Linked DNA regions of Mus musculus: regions 1 and 2 are each linked to region 3. Evidence: chromatin contacts called from public HiChIP or PLAC-seq and Micro-C data. All regions are on one chromosome and are shown on one strand. The core of a region is the stretch at or near the end of the contact, and the rest is flanking DNA. Distances in the headings are between cores, read along the strand shown.

Evidence for each region. A called contact is a pair of places that touch in the nucleus more often than the background predicts. HiChIP or PLAC-seq counts read pairs in DNA pulled down with a chosen protein or histone mark.
Region 1: a contact with region 3 is called in an H3K4me3 HiChIP or PLAC-seq map of forebrain, with 5 times the contacts expected there. The contact joins the enhancer-like site here to the promoter of Ier5l in region 3. A contact is called at or near these places in 22 of 39 promoter capture datasets (3T3-L1-derived adipocytes, the C10 cell line, the HPC-7 cell line and 14 more), 3 of 15 datasets of contacts at CTCF or cohesin (CD8 T cells, the NIH/3T3 cell line and large pre-B cells), 19 of 484 Hi-C or Micro-C datasets (the AML12 cell line, the BV-2 cell line, Th1 cells and 12 more), 34 of 115 datasets of contacts at active chromatin or transcription factors (the 230-238 cell line, SST interneurons, Th17 cells and 23 more) and 3 of 9 other capture datasets (adipose tissue, embryonic stem cells and liver).
Region 2: a Micro-C map of embryonic stem cells shows a contact between it and region 3, with 3 times the contacts expected there. The contact joins the promoter of Spout1 here to the promoter of Ier5l in region 3. A contact is called at or near these places in 1 of 484 Hi-C or Micro-C datasets (embryonic stem cells), 1 of 115 datasets of contacts at active chromatin or transcription factors (embryonic stem cells) and 1 of 9 other capture datasets (liver).

What each region holds. Positions count from the first base shown.
Region 1 is chr2:30,740,920-30,744,745 of GRCm38.p6, forward strand. No RefSeq gene overlaps it. Among named protein-coding and RNA genes, the nearest start is that of Gm39782, 19 kb to the left of the region's middle. Within about 2 kb of position 2,497, at least 196 of the 459 cell types and tissues checked have an H3K27ac peak or open chromatin away from gene starts, as enhancers often do. A contact at or near this core is called in 3T3-L1-derived adipocytes, the AML12 cell line, the BV-2 cell line and 24 more, where this site is marked.
Region 2 is chr2:30,176,888-30,181,105 of GRCm38.p6, forward strand. Spout1 (SPOUT domain containing methyltransferase 1) reads right to left here and starts at 1,572. Exons shown (of 12, transcript NM_172660.4): 1 at 1,503-1,572; 2 at 1,033-1,078; 3 at 706-834; 4 at 436-595. The coding sequence starts at 1,538.
Region 3 is chr2:30,472,941-30,476,703 of GRCm38.p6, forward strand. It overlaps Ier5l (immediate early response 5-like), which reads right to left and starts at 1,259. Exons shown (of 1, transcript NM_030244.3): 1 at 1-1,259. The coding sequence starts at 1,071. It overlaps Gm31291 (a long non-coding RNA gene), which reads left to right and starts at 1,368. Exons shown (of 7, transcript XR_003954013.1): 1 at 1,368-1,534; 2 at 2,135-2,338; 3 at 3,429-3,496.

The DNA of each region.
Region 1 (3,826 bases), core at 1,247-3,746, 270 kb after region 3:
CAAATAAGCGGCCCTGGTGTCCAGGAGGAAGATGTGTCACCCCGATAGCATAATGACCACCTGAAGCTCCTTGTCAGAGATAACAATGACGGGGCCAAGGGAGCTGGGGCTTTTTCAGTCATTGTCCATGGTGAGCCCTAAGAGGGGTTAGCTGGAGGGTGACCTGGGTCTGATGTGCCCAACCCACAAAGGATACAGGAATAGTCAATAGCCCTCTTGATGGCATTTTGGACATGGCTGGGTGGCCTATGGGGTTTAGGGCAGGCTCATGTCCAGTCACCCTCCTGACCACATTTGAAGCAAGGACCGGTGGTCCTCGTGCTAGGAGGCAAGGGAGCTTAGGCAGTTGCTGAAAATGGTTAACTGGCCCTGGCCAGCATTTGATATTTCTGTTTAAGGGCCTTTTCTTCTTTCCCATGGTATAGCTAAAAGTCAGCCCCAAGACTTCTGCTTGTGGGGTTAAGGGCTCTCTCTCCAAGTGTTTAAGCTTAGCCCTAATGTTGGGGGAAAGTCTGGGAAAAGAAGCAGATCATAAGGAGTTGTTCACCCACTGGGTTTTCAGGGTTTAGATTGGTATAGTGTAAGAGAGCCTTTGTGAGGCTGTCTAGAGACCGAGATTAATTTTCATGTTCATCTTGGATGACTCTCTGGTGTTTCTCTTAGTTTTCTGGCTTGAGGGCTTATGGAGATTGGCCAAGAGGCAAGTTGTACATTGATCTCTAGCTGGAATGCCACCTGGAGGATTGTGGTTCCACTGGGGCTCCTAGATGGTCTGTCTGTCAGAGAGGTTGTCAGCCAGCTGCTTGGTGGGGGACCACCTCACCCCTGGCCAGGTGTGCTTGGTGGATTTTGTGTTTTAGCCTGCTCCCAAACTTTAGGAAGCAGGTTACTAGAGTCATATATATGTCGTGGAAAGTCAGACTATAGAGTTGAGTAATATATTGGAATTCTTTAATAGAATAGAGGAGCTAGAGGTATAAGACTCCAGTTTTCTGATTGTTTTTGTTTTCTACTTGAGAGAGTTCACATGATAGAAAGGGGTCATGCACCTTGACCATCCACGCTGACAATCCCCTGCCAAGAGAGACCCGAGGCAGAGTTGGGAGGGAGCAGCTAAGGGACACACAGGCCTTGGAAGGCTGCTGTGCAAGTGGGTGTGGGGTGGGCTAGTTAGAGCAGCCTGTTGCTGGAGGAGAAGAAGTGGGGATGGAAGGAGTGAGAGGAAGAGAAGGAGCTGAGAGTCGAGGCTGATATGGGAAGGGGGACTCATTAGCTGGATCAAGGGTCGTGGTAGATCATCTTGTTCAGACTTCACGGCTAGAAGGAGCTGAACAGAGGAACAGGAAGACCAGAAGGGAGACTTGGAGTGAAGATAAGAGAAATGTAAAAACAAAACAAAGAGAAACGTTGGCTGTGGGGAACCTCTCTCCATTTCCCTGAGTGCTGGCAAGACTTGTAAAGGTCCCAAGTAATATTGATATCTAGGGTACCTGTCGGCAGCCCTTTTGATTAATTATCTAAGGGATATTGAGGCCAGATTCAACTGCAAAGGTGGGTAAGTCTAGAGGCCCTCAAGTCAGGAGCTAGGTGGAGAGGCTGGAGGCTATCTAAGAGGAATCCCATGGGTGAGCCCGAACATATGGATGATGCAATTCCCATGAGCGAGGAAGAGAGGAAGGGCCTAAGCCTGAAGTCTAGGGCATTCCTAGGACTGAGTAGGGGACAGGAAGGCCCATGCTATTCCCTGGGTCTTCACTGCATGCTTGAAGGTCAGGACTGGCATCTGGGGAGACAGGGCTTTTACGTGAAGCATAAAGGAGAAAACCAAGTTAAATGTGAAAGCTTTCCCAAGAGAAAGGGCCAACCGTAGCCTTAGAGATCATGGTTAGGGGGACTTCCGCCTCCACAAACACCAGAGGGATGCTACATGCTCAATAGTCTTGCCCTTGGATTCAGGTAAGCAAGTGTTTGTAGGACCAAAGAGGAAACTTAGCAATTACCATAGGTGGATGGGTTGCCCAGCGATAGGTGAGCTATCGAAGGTGGATCTATTGCAGATGGACTGCAGAAAAGGGATAGCATCCAGGGCAGCTCTCTCTCTCTCTCTCTCTCTCTCACACACACACACACACACACACACACACACACACACACACTCACAGAGCTCAAGGTGGGGTCCAGGAGATCCCTATCCAAGTCCCAGGCACCAATGTAAGGGTTTTTGTGGCGATCAGAGGGCCAAGGAATTCAGAAAAATCCAACCATGCACCAGCCCTCATTGGAGAGATTTATTGGGGGGGGCTGCCCCTGAATGGCAATGACAAGGGACAGGCCATGAAAGCAAGGGCCTTATGAAGGTTACAGCACAGGCACACAGGGAGAATGCTGTGGGACAGTGGAAATGTGTCACATTTGGCAGCTGATGATGGTGTGGCCACTGGCGCTGAGTCACTGAAAGTGGCCTGGGAGAGCATGCGGTTCTGGAATGTGGGTGGTTCTCCCCAACAGAAACAACACCCACAGATTGTCCTCTGGCCTCCACATACTCCCCGTGGCCTGGGCACACATAAAGAAATGTTACACCTTTAACCCTAGCACTGGGGAGGCAGAGGCAGGCAAACCTTTTTGAGTTTTGGTCATCTGGTCTACAGAGCTTACATAGCATGTTTCAGGTCAGCCAGGATTGCACAGTGAGACCTTGTCTCAAAGAGGGAGAGGAAGAGGGGGAAGGGGGAGGGACAGGGAGAGGGAGAGGACACAGATGTAGGTACAGAAATGGTAGCTGTCGCTGGGGTGTATCACAGCTGGTACCCTGGGCCATGCCCAGCATGAGTGTGGCCCAGGGCTCCATCCCAGACAAGTCCTCAGAGCCAGGGCTGCTCCAGGACTCTGGCTAAACTACCAAGTAGGTTAAAAACAAGAAGTTCAGGTCTGTTTCCTCCAAATGCACAGGGCTTCTCTGGGTCCTCTGGGCTGGGAAATACAGAGATACAAAGATACTGAGGGGTTTTTTTTGTTTTTTTGTTTTTAACAACAACAAAAACAAAAAAACAGGGCTTCCATCTCTGGCAATGGCTTAGAAAACCCCTTCGCTACAAGTGCTGGTTGGGAACGGTAGCCGGGAAAATATAACAAACACCCTTTTAAATGCATGGCTGAGCTTGCGAGAAAGGCCGGGAACTCCCTAGGGATCTCCACAAAGAAGCTGAAAGCCAGGCAGGAATGCAGAGCCGGCATCGCTGCAGCGGGGGAGGGCCTGGGCCAGCCGCTGGCCGCGCTGGCTTGGGGACTGGAGTTTACAAGTCCCTGTGGGGACTAGAAAGGTGGCAAGTGACGCCCACTCAGAGCTAGACCTGCAGAGCCACACAGTCAGAGCAGGCACCCGGAAGCCTTAGTTTGGGGGCCACTGCCAAGGTCTGAAGAAACAAAACTGCCCTGGAGACTTGGAAAGTCTTGGCCCCCAGGGGTTTAGATTTTAAATTTAGACTCTACTCCTCACACTGCCCTGGAGATGCCCAAAGGAAGAATTTAACACACAAAAGGATCGTTAGACTCTGGGCATAAACAGTGCACAGACTCAGAAAACTGAAACCTTGGCCTTACTCGGGGGTTCCCAGAGATACCTCCTCCCCCACAAGTGAACTCACAAAGGGAAGATTGCAAAACAAAGATGGCCATACCTGGGACCCAGCTGCAAAACCACCCAAAGACTGCTCCAGGAACCTAAGTGGTACAGCCAAGAGCTGGAGACCAGAGAAGAGGTTTGGGTGGATAGGGAGCAGACCTCAGTGATCAGAGCTCGCCTATCACTAGGATTCCTAGAGCT
Region 2 (4,218 bases), core at 322-2,821, 300 kb before region 3:
TATTTTCTTTCTTTTTCATTTGTTTTTGGGGACAGGGTTTCTTGGCATAGCCCTGGCAGTCCCAGACCTTGCTCTGTAGACCAGACTGGCACTGAACTCTCAGAGATCCACCTGCCTCTGCCTCCTGAGTGCTGGGATGAAAGGCGTGTGCCACCACTGCTCAGCTCAAGTGGCCTTCTGGTCTCCAGAACCACACTGGTGTTTGTACACAAGCACCATAAAGAAATGCTAAACACAACCCAAACCATCCAAGTGCTGAGCCTCAGCACAGACCATGGGCAAAACCCTGAGTCCACTCTCTAGCACCAAGGGTGAGAAAAAGTGAGTCTGCAGCTGCCTTTGAGAGCTCCTTCCAGGCAGCCAGGCAGGTGACAAGGAGCAGGACAAAGCCATGGCCACCCCTGCTGGTCCTCCCCACTCCCCAGAGACTCTCACTTGGTATCTTGGCCCTCCTCATCGAACACCACAATCTCATCCACACAGAAGATGGTGCAGGCTCTGGCGATCTGGCCAGCCAGGTAGGTGCGGAGCTCAGGTGACTGGGCATTGTCCAGGATGGAGCCTGGCAGGGCCACACTCAGAGTGTAAGGCCGTCCTAGCAGGGACAGGGGATGTTCCTGTCAGCCTGACAGGCTGTGGACCTTCCCTCCCTTGCATGTCCCCATGGCTCAGAGATTCAACTTACCTCACGACCCAGCTGCTTACCTTGGTTGCTCCTCTGGGCCGCCGCCTCTTCCTCCTCTTCCTGGCGTTTAGCCTCTTCCTCTTGGGCACGCTGCCGCTCCAGTTTCTTCATTATCTTGAGGTCCTTCCACTTCTTTTTCTCCTCTTTTTCTGGAGAATTATTGGAGGGAAAGGACTTGACATGGGGAGGAGAGTTCCTTCTCGCTGGGCTAGCCTAGGCTCTGGAGAGGCTGCCACCACTCACTTGGATACACTGAGACCCAAAGAGGGCTCGTCGGGCCATTAGCTGGTTTGTGGAAAGGGAGGGCTCAGTGCGCTTGCCCAACCCGGCCTCAGCTTTTTACTTACTCTGCTGTTTCCATTTTCGCCATTCAACCCTTTGGCCATGTTCACCCTGCAAGTAAGGAGGAAGATTGAGAGGCTGACCGGTCACACATAGGAGGGGCGCATCCCATCGGGCCTCCCGCCATCTGACTCTCTCAAACCAGGGTAGAAGTACACAGGGACTCGCCGTGCACAAAGCCTGGGATCAGATCCGGGAAGCTGAGGAATGAATCCCCATTGGGCAAAAGAAGAAACCGAGACAAGGGGAAGACAGGTATGGCCATAAAGTCGCCCTAGGAATCAGAAAATAAGCCAGGAGAGGACTCAAGACACCGTCGCCCCGCGAATGAATGTAGATCGGACCAGCTAACTCTGCAAGCTCAGGCTACGGGAGAGGGGCGAGGGGAGAGGAGAGAGCAGAAGACCCGGGCCGACACCACTGTGACACGCTGCAGATTCCAGGCCTAGCCCGGAACCCATCGGTCCGCACATACCGGACCACACGGACGCTTCCTCGGGCGCTCCGCCATGTTTCCAGGCCCACCGCGCGCCTGCCAGTTAGCCTCGCCTCTTCCGGCCACACCTCCGCGGAGCTGCCCAATCAGAGGCCCAGCGGAGAGTGGGGCGTGTCCTGGGTGCCAGGCTGAGGCGGAGCTCAGAAACGCCACGTGCGAGTGCGGAGGCTGCTGCGTTGGTACCCTGTCTCCAGGGCAACGAGTTCGCAGCACTACGCTGTCCGAACCCAGTAAGGCTCATGTGCCGCCCTTTCCATTGTTAGGTACCCTGGTGATATTTAGCTTCCATGTTTTATGTAAGGGCACCCTATTGGAAATTACAAAAGACTACCTTTATCCAGTTCATTTGCACTTTCTTTTTATTTATCCATTCAGTTTCCTGGGACTCCAGCTAAGGCCCGACGCGTGCTAAATTTAGTGCTCCACCAGTGAGCTATATTCCCAGCCTCGTCCAGACTTTATTCTTTTGGTTTTTTAAAAAGATTTATTTATTATTATACATAAGTACACTGTAGCTGTCTTCAGACGTGCCAGAAGAGGGCATCAGATCTCATTACGGATGGTTGTGAGCCACCATGTGGTTGCTGGGATTTGAACTCAGGACCTTTGGAAGAGCAATTGGTGCTCTTACCCGCTGAGCCATCTTGCCAGCCCCAGACTTTATTCTTTATCAGTTTAATTCATTTGTTTGCATGTAGTACTTTAAATTTTTTAAAAAAGAAATTGATACAGGGTCTTACTATGTAGCTTGGACTGACCTCAAACTCAATCTTCCATCAACCACCTGAGTGCTGTGATTGATTGATTGATTGATTTTTGGCAGCCCTGGATCAAATCCAAGGTCTCCAGCATGCAAATCACTGATCAACATTCTGTGTCTACTTTAAAATCATTTTAAGTAAAGAATGAGAAGATAGGACTGAAAGAAGTCCCTGCAGAAGACTTTTAGCTGCTGCTATAATAGCAGCCATTGTATCTGGCATGAATTCCAGAGGGATTGTACCTAGGGTTTGAAGAAGCCTTTTGTAAAGTTATTGATTGTTGTCTGAGGTTTTATGGGGTTGCTCTTCCAAGGATTCTCAGAGCCTTTGCATAACTTAGTCCTGAGACATACCTGACAAACCAGGATGTCTCCTGGGACTTGCTTAGGTATGCCTGGGAATGTAGGTTATGCCTGAGTATTGCTTAGGTAGGGTTCCTTCAGAGAAGCCTAGATAAGGTAGCAGGTTTTGGTATACAGAAATTGACTTGCTACAAGTACCTTTTGTGTAACAGTAAGGAGGGTCTGCAAAATGGTAAATATGTGAAGTTCAATGCCTGAGAGGATGAGCCCCTGCTGCTGAGAAGCCTAACAGGTCCTGCAGTGTCTCCTTTTCTTTGCTCTCCTGTATAACCCAGAACACCAACAGGTTCCTCCCCAAAAAACTTTTCTGCCTGATAGTTTTATATTAACTTTTTGTTGTTGTTTTTGAAACAGGCCTTAATATATAGCCCTGGCTGTCCTGGAACTTACTATGTAAACCAGGATGCCCTCAAACTCAGAGATCCTCCTGCGTGTGCCGAGCAAGTGCTGGGATTAAAGACTTGTGCCACCACGCCCACCCGGCTTGTATTAACATTTTACAATGATCCGATACTTTGTTACAGTTGAGGAACAATCCTGACACATTATTACCGCCAACTACAGTTTACATCACTCTTTTAGTCATACTTTCTTTTTGTCTGTTTTGCTTGCTTTGGTTTGTTTTTTTGAGATAATGTCCATCCTCCTGCCTTATCCTCCCAGGAGCTGAAATTACAGGTGTGGGGCACCCTGCTGTGTGAATTTTGACTTTATTTATATGAGTGTTTTGTCTGTATGTATGTGTGTGCACCAGAGTCTTGCCTGGTGCCTGAGGAGGCAAATGGATCCCCTGGGACTGAAATTATAGTAGATTGTAAAACACCATGTATGTGCTGGGAACTGAACCCAGGTCTCTGGAAGAAAAACCAGTCATCTTAACCACAGAACAATCTCCTCAGCATCCCAAGTTACTTCTTTGAGGTGCGATGTGGGGAGGCATGGACTGTGAAGCCCACACAGGCCTTCGTAGTGGGGCAATGTAAGAAAGACACCACTCCACGCTAGTACCAGCTACTCTCTGGCCCCAGCAGTCTGGCTGCCTCTATGGCTAGCCCCATGCAGCGTCCATCCATCTCAAAGGTTGTTTGTTTGTTTGTTTGTTTTTTTTTTAAGAATTAGTTATTTATTTTATGTATATGAGTATACTGTAGCTGTCTTCAAACACACCAGAACAGGGCATTGGATCCTATTATAGATGATTGTGAGCCCCATGTGGTTGCTGGGAATTGAACTCAGGACCTCTGGAAGAGCAGTCGGTGCCCTTAACCAGTGAGTCAGACTTTTTTTTTTTTTTTTTTTTTTTTTTTGGTTTTTGAGACAGGGTTTCTCCGAGCAGCCCTGGCTGTCCTGGAACTCACTTTGTAGACCAGGCTGGCCTCGAACTCAGAAATCTGCCTGCCTCTGCCTCCCGAGTGCTGGAATTAAAGGCGTGCGCCACCACACCCAGCTCAGTCAGACTTATATTAGTAAATTTTCAGCTCACAAAATGCCCACATAGTGAACTCAAAACTCCAATGATATAAACACAAGCTACACCCCAACATGGGGCAAATGCACCCTACTTAATATTTA
Region 3 (3,763 bases), core at 9-2,508:
GTTTGAGATGTTGGACGCGTCCGGGGACGAGTCCGGGCAGAAGTCCTCGAAGCGGGCGCGCTTACAGGGGGCGAATGGGGTACCCCCGGGGGGCTCGGCTCCCAGGTCGCCCGCGTCCTCTTCGTCGTCCTCTTCCTCCTGGCCAGGGTAATACTTGCGCTTGCAACCAGCGGCGGACGCCAGACCGGGTCCCGGAGCGCCCTGGCCACAGCAGGGGCAGTGGGCGGAGGCGCAGCAGTCCTGGTGCAAGTAGCCGTTTTCTACCGTGGTCACCACGTGAGTGTCCAGGTCCAGCACGGTGGTCTGGCTGCTGCAGTGCACGCCGAAGTCCGAGGGGGCCGGGTACGCGCCCCGGTAGAAGCCAGTGGATGAGGAAGGGGCTGTAGAGGCGGGCGGAGAGGAGGCAGCGACGGTCGAAGGGGCAGCCCCCGGAAGCACCGAGGGCGCAGAGCAAGCGGCCGGGACGCGAGGGTCCCGCGGGCAGAGCGCGGCGGGCGCGGGCGGCGGCAGCGGCGCGGGACCCGGCTGCAGCGGCTCCAAGTGCTGCCCGCGGTGGGGCGCGCCGTGCGGCGGCTGGAGCGCAGCGCACCCGGGCAGCTCCGAGAGCGCCCCCGCGCAGCCCGCGGGCGCCCCGGCCACCGCCACCGGCGCCGCCGCCGTGCAGCCCCTGGGCGCCGGGTGTTGGTGTTGGTGCAGCTGCTGCTGGAGGTGCAGCTGGTGAAGCTGGTGGAGCTGGTGCAGCTGGTGCCGGGCAACCGGCTCGCGCGCCTCCGCGTCCCCGCCGCCGCCAAGTTGGAGCGGGCCGAAGTCGGCCGCGCTGGCCGGCATTCCGGGCGCCGCGTAAGCGAGGTGCTGGTGCTGGTGGTGGGGCGGCTGCTGTTGCTGCTGCTGCTGCTGGCGCCGGTAGAGCTCGGCGTAACGCTCGCTCAGGTAGAGCTGGCGCGCGTTGCGGAGCACGTAGGACACCAGGAGGTTCTTGTGCAGCTTGATGCCGCCGCGCTGGGTCCGGGAGCTGTGGATCTTGCGCAGGGAGATGCTGATCAGGCTCTGGGCGTCCAGGGCGCACTCCATGCTCCCGCGGAGACGCGGGCGGCGGAGCAGCCGCCTCTGGTGCTGCGAATGCTGCTCCTTGCGTGTGTCTCCAGTTGGTCGCCCGGGCGAGCCAGGCACAGGGAACCGAGCCCGGGTCGGCGGGTCGGCGACACTCCGAGAGAAGTCGCCACCATGCGTTGCGCGCCACCCGCAGGCTCACGCTCCCCAGACGGCGCCAAAGCAATGAGCCTCCGCCGGCCCCGGCCCCAACTATTTAGCTGGGCAGCAGCGCCCCGCCCCACTGTAGATTAGCCAATAGAAGCGTGTAGAGCCTTCCGACTGACAGCCACTGCCCTCCCCGGGACCACTTGACTGGCCAATCAGACCAAGGCGGTTCCTTTGTGCTATTCAAATAACGAACGGACCCCGGGCCTCCAACGCCGCCGTTGCCTCGAATGTTCTCCTGGGGCCGCGGCACCTCGTGGGACTAGGAGCCTCCGAGGTAGTCTCTCTCAGCTTTGGGTCGCCTCTTGGGAGCCACGTCGAAATTCGTAGCTTTCCTGGACGTGGCTCCTGCGAGCTGGGGGTCGGCTCACCTGAGCGCAGCGGAGATGGCTCCGCCCCCTTCCGCATGGTTGGGCCTCACCTGCGGCAGGTGCGCGCGGTTCCCCCGCTTCGAGCCACGCGGCGCCTCCTCTTTTCCACCTGCCACGGCCGGGGGCAACCTGGGCGAGCTGAGCCTTCTTCCAAGAAAAGCTGAGTGGGGGGCGCACCTGAGAACTAGAGTGCTGTCTTGGAAGAGAGGGTTTGGGGCCTGATTACCTGATGTGTTAGCCCAGGGGCCTCTGGGAATGGTCACGGAAGGGCCTCTCTTTCTGTTTGACTCAAATCCCAGTGATTTTTGATCTCTAGTAGAGAAGCTTTGTGATCGTGAGACTGCCTGGGTGGGGGGTGGGGGTGGGGGTTTGGGCTATGAACCCGCCCCAAGCTTCCTCCTCTTTTGGGAGACCTCTTCTTTCCTGACTTAATATCAATGACAATAGAAGCCCTAAGTGCCTAGCTTGGATCTCTTACCAGAAAAGTCTGAATTTCTCCCTTTAAGGTTCTTGGAGGCCAAGCTTGAGACCGCTTGAGTGGAGCAACCTGTTAAGTTTTGGTCCTTACCCTGAGCCCCAGGAGTACCCAGGCCAAGGACTTCTCCACTTTTAGATTCTTATTCTGAGTTATCTACTGACCAATTGAGGACAGAGAGCAGAAAAGAGAGAAGATGCCTGAGAGTCCCCTTGTACTGAGAAGCTTAAAGAGAGTAAGAGGGCAAGGGTGGGTGTGGGGGGCCCAAGATGCCAGCCGCAAGCCTCATCCACCGCGTTTAAGGTTCCTTTTAGTACTTAGGTCAGAAAATTGGCCCAGGCAGAGTCCAGGGCTGGGCCCTTGAGTGGGACTGGGGGATGGGGGGGGGGGAGTGGGGCTCTTCTGAAACCCTCTGTCTTTGGACCCTCTCAGCAACTCTGCCCCTTGGCCAATGTCTCAAGAAAACCACTCACCAATTGTTTCTGTAAGTGGTGGCAAGTGTCAAAAGCGGGGGACAGTTTGCTCAGGTTTTCAGATGAGGAGGCGTAGTCACTAGCTCCAAAGAGGCTTTGTCTAAGACCACAGGCTCTGGGCACAGTGCTCTGCTCCGTCCGCACCATCTGGGGACATGTAACTGTTAGAACAGCTCTTCTCACCCTGTGTCAGCAAGGCCAGGATTACGTTGTGGGGCTGAGGCTGGAACCTCAGAACAAGCACACGTGGTGGCATTGGGGATGTAACCTCATGCATCCTGGGGGTATAAAGCCGTATCTCTGCCCACCTGAATATCTCAGAAGCTTACAGGTTCAGGAAGGGAGCGGGATGCTCCTACAGCCAGGAGGACTGAGCTGGAACTGGGGGAGTCTGCGGCTCACAATGGATGCTGTCTTTTCCCAGTATTTAGTGAAGAAACTTGAGACTTGAAAGAGGTGGTGGCGGGATTTGAACCGAGTTCTGTAGGTGCCTGGAAATATGTTAGTGGGGCCGAGTACACTTCCTCAGGCCTAGCTCCTGATGAATGATGTAATGCCCCTGCCCCATCCATCCATCCATCCATCCACCCATCTATTTATTTATTTTTTCCAAGTGCCCCAGGACCAGAGTTCTCCAGAGCTCCTGTGGAGGCAAATATCATTCTTGGTTCCATACATTCATAGTCATTCTTAGCGCTGTGACATAGAAGATAGCTCTAAGGACCAGCCTGGGAATCAGAGTGGGAATAGAAGTGGGTGGTGGACTAGGAAATCAGGTCCCTCTTTTGGGCTTGGTATTCCCCCCTCCCCCATCCCTTCCCCAGCCACCACTAAAGGTGAAGTTCTTTTCAGTGGGAATGATGAAGTCTCACGCTCTGAGGCAGTTGAGCCACCACTGAGCCACACCCCCAGGTACCAAGGTGAGTGTTGAACTAACTCTAAGGCCCTTTCACTTGTGTGTGTGATTATGTGTGTGTGAGCACTGGGGATGGGATTGGTGAGGGGTGCAGACAGGCAAAGTGTGGCCACTTTGGGGGGGCTCTGTGTAGCCCCATGGGGGGGGGAATCTTCTTTGCAGCCTGTTCTCAGTCTTCCTTCCTTCTCAAGTGCGGGCTCTGGGGTCAGCAAGCTGAGCAGTTGTTTGGCTTAATAAAACCCCTTGATCTTTTTTGAGGTAGCTTTGGGCA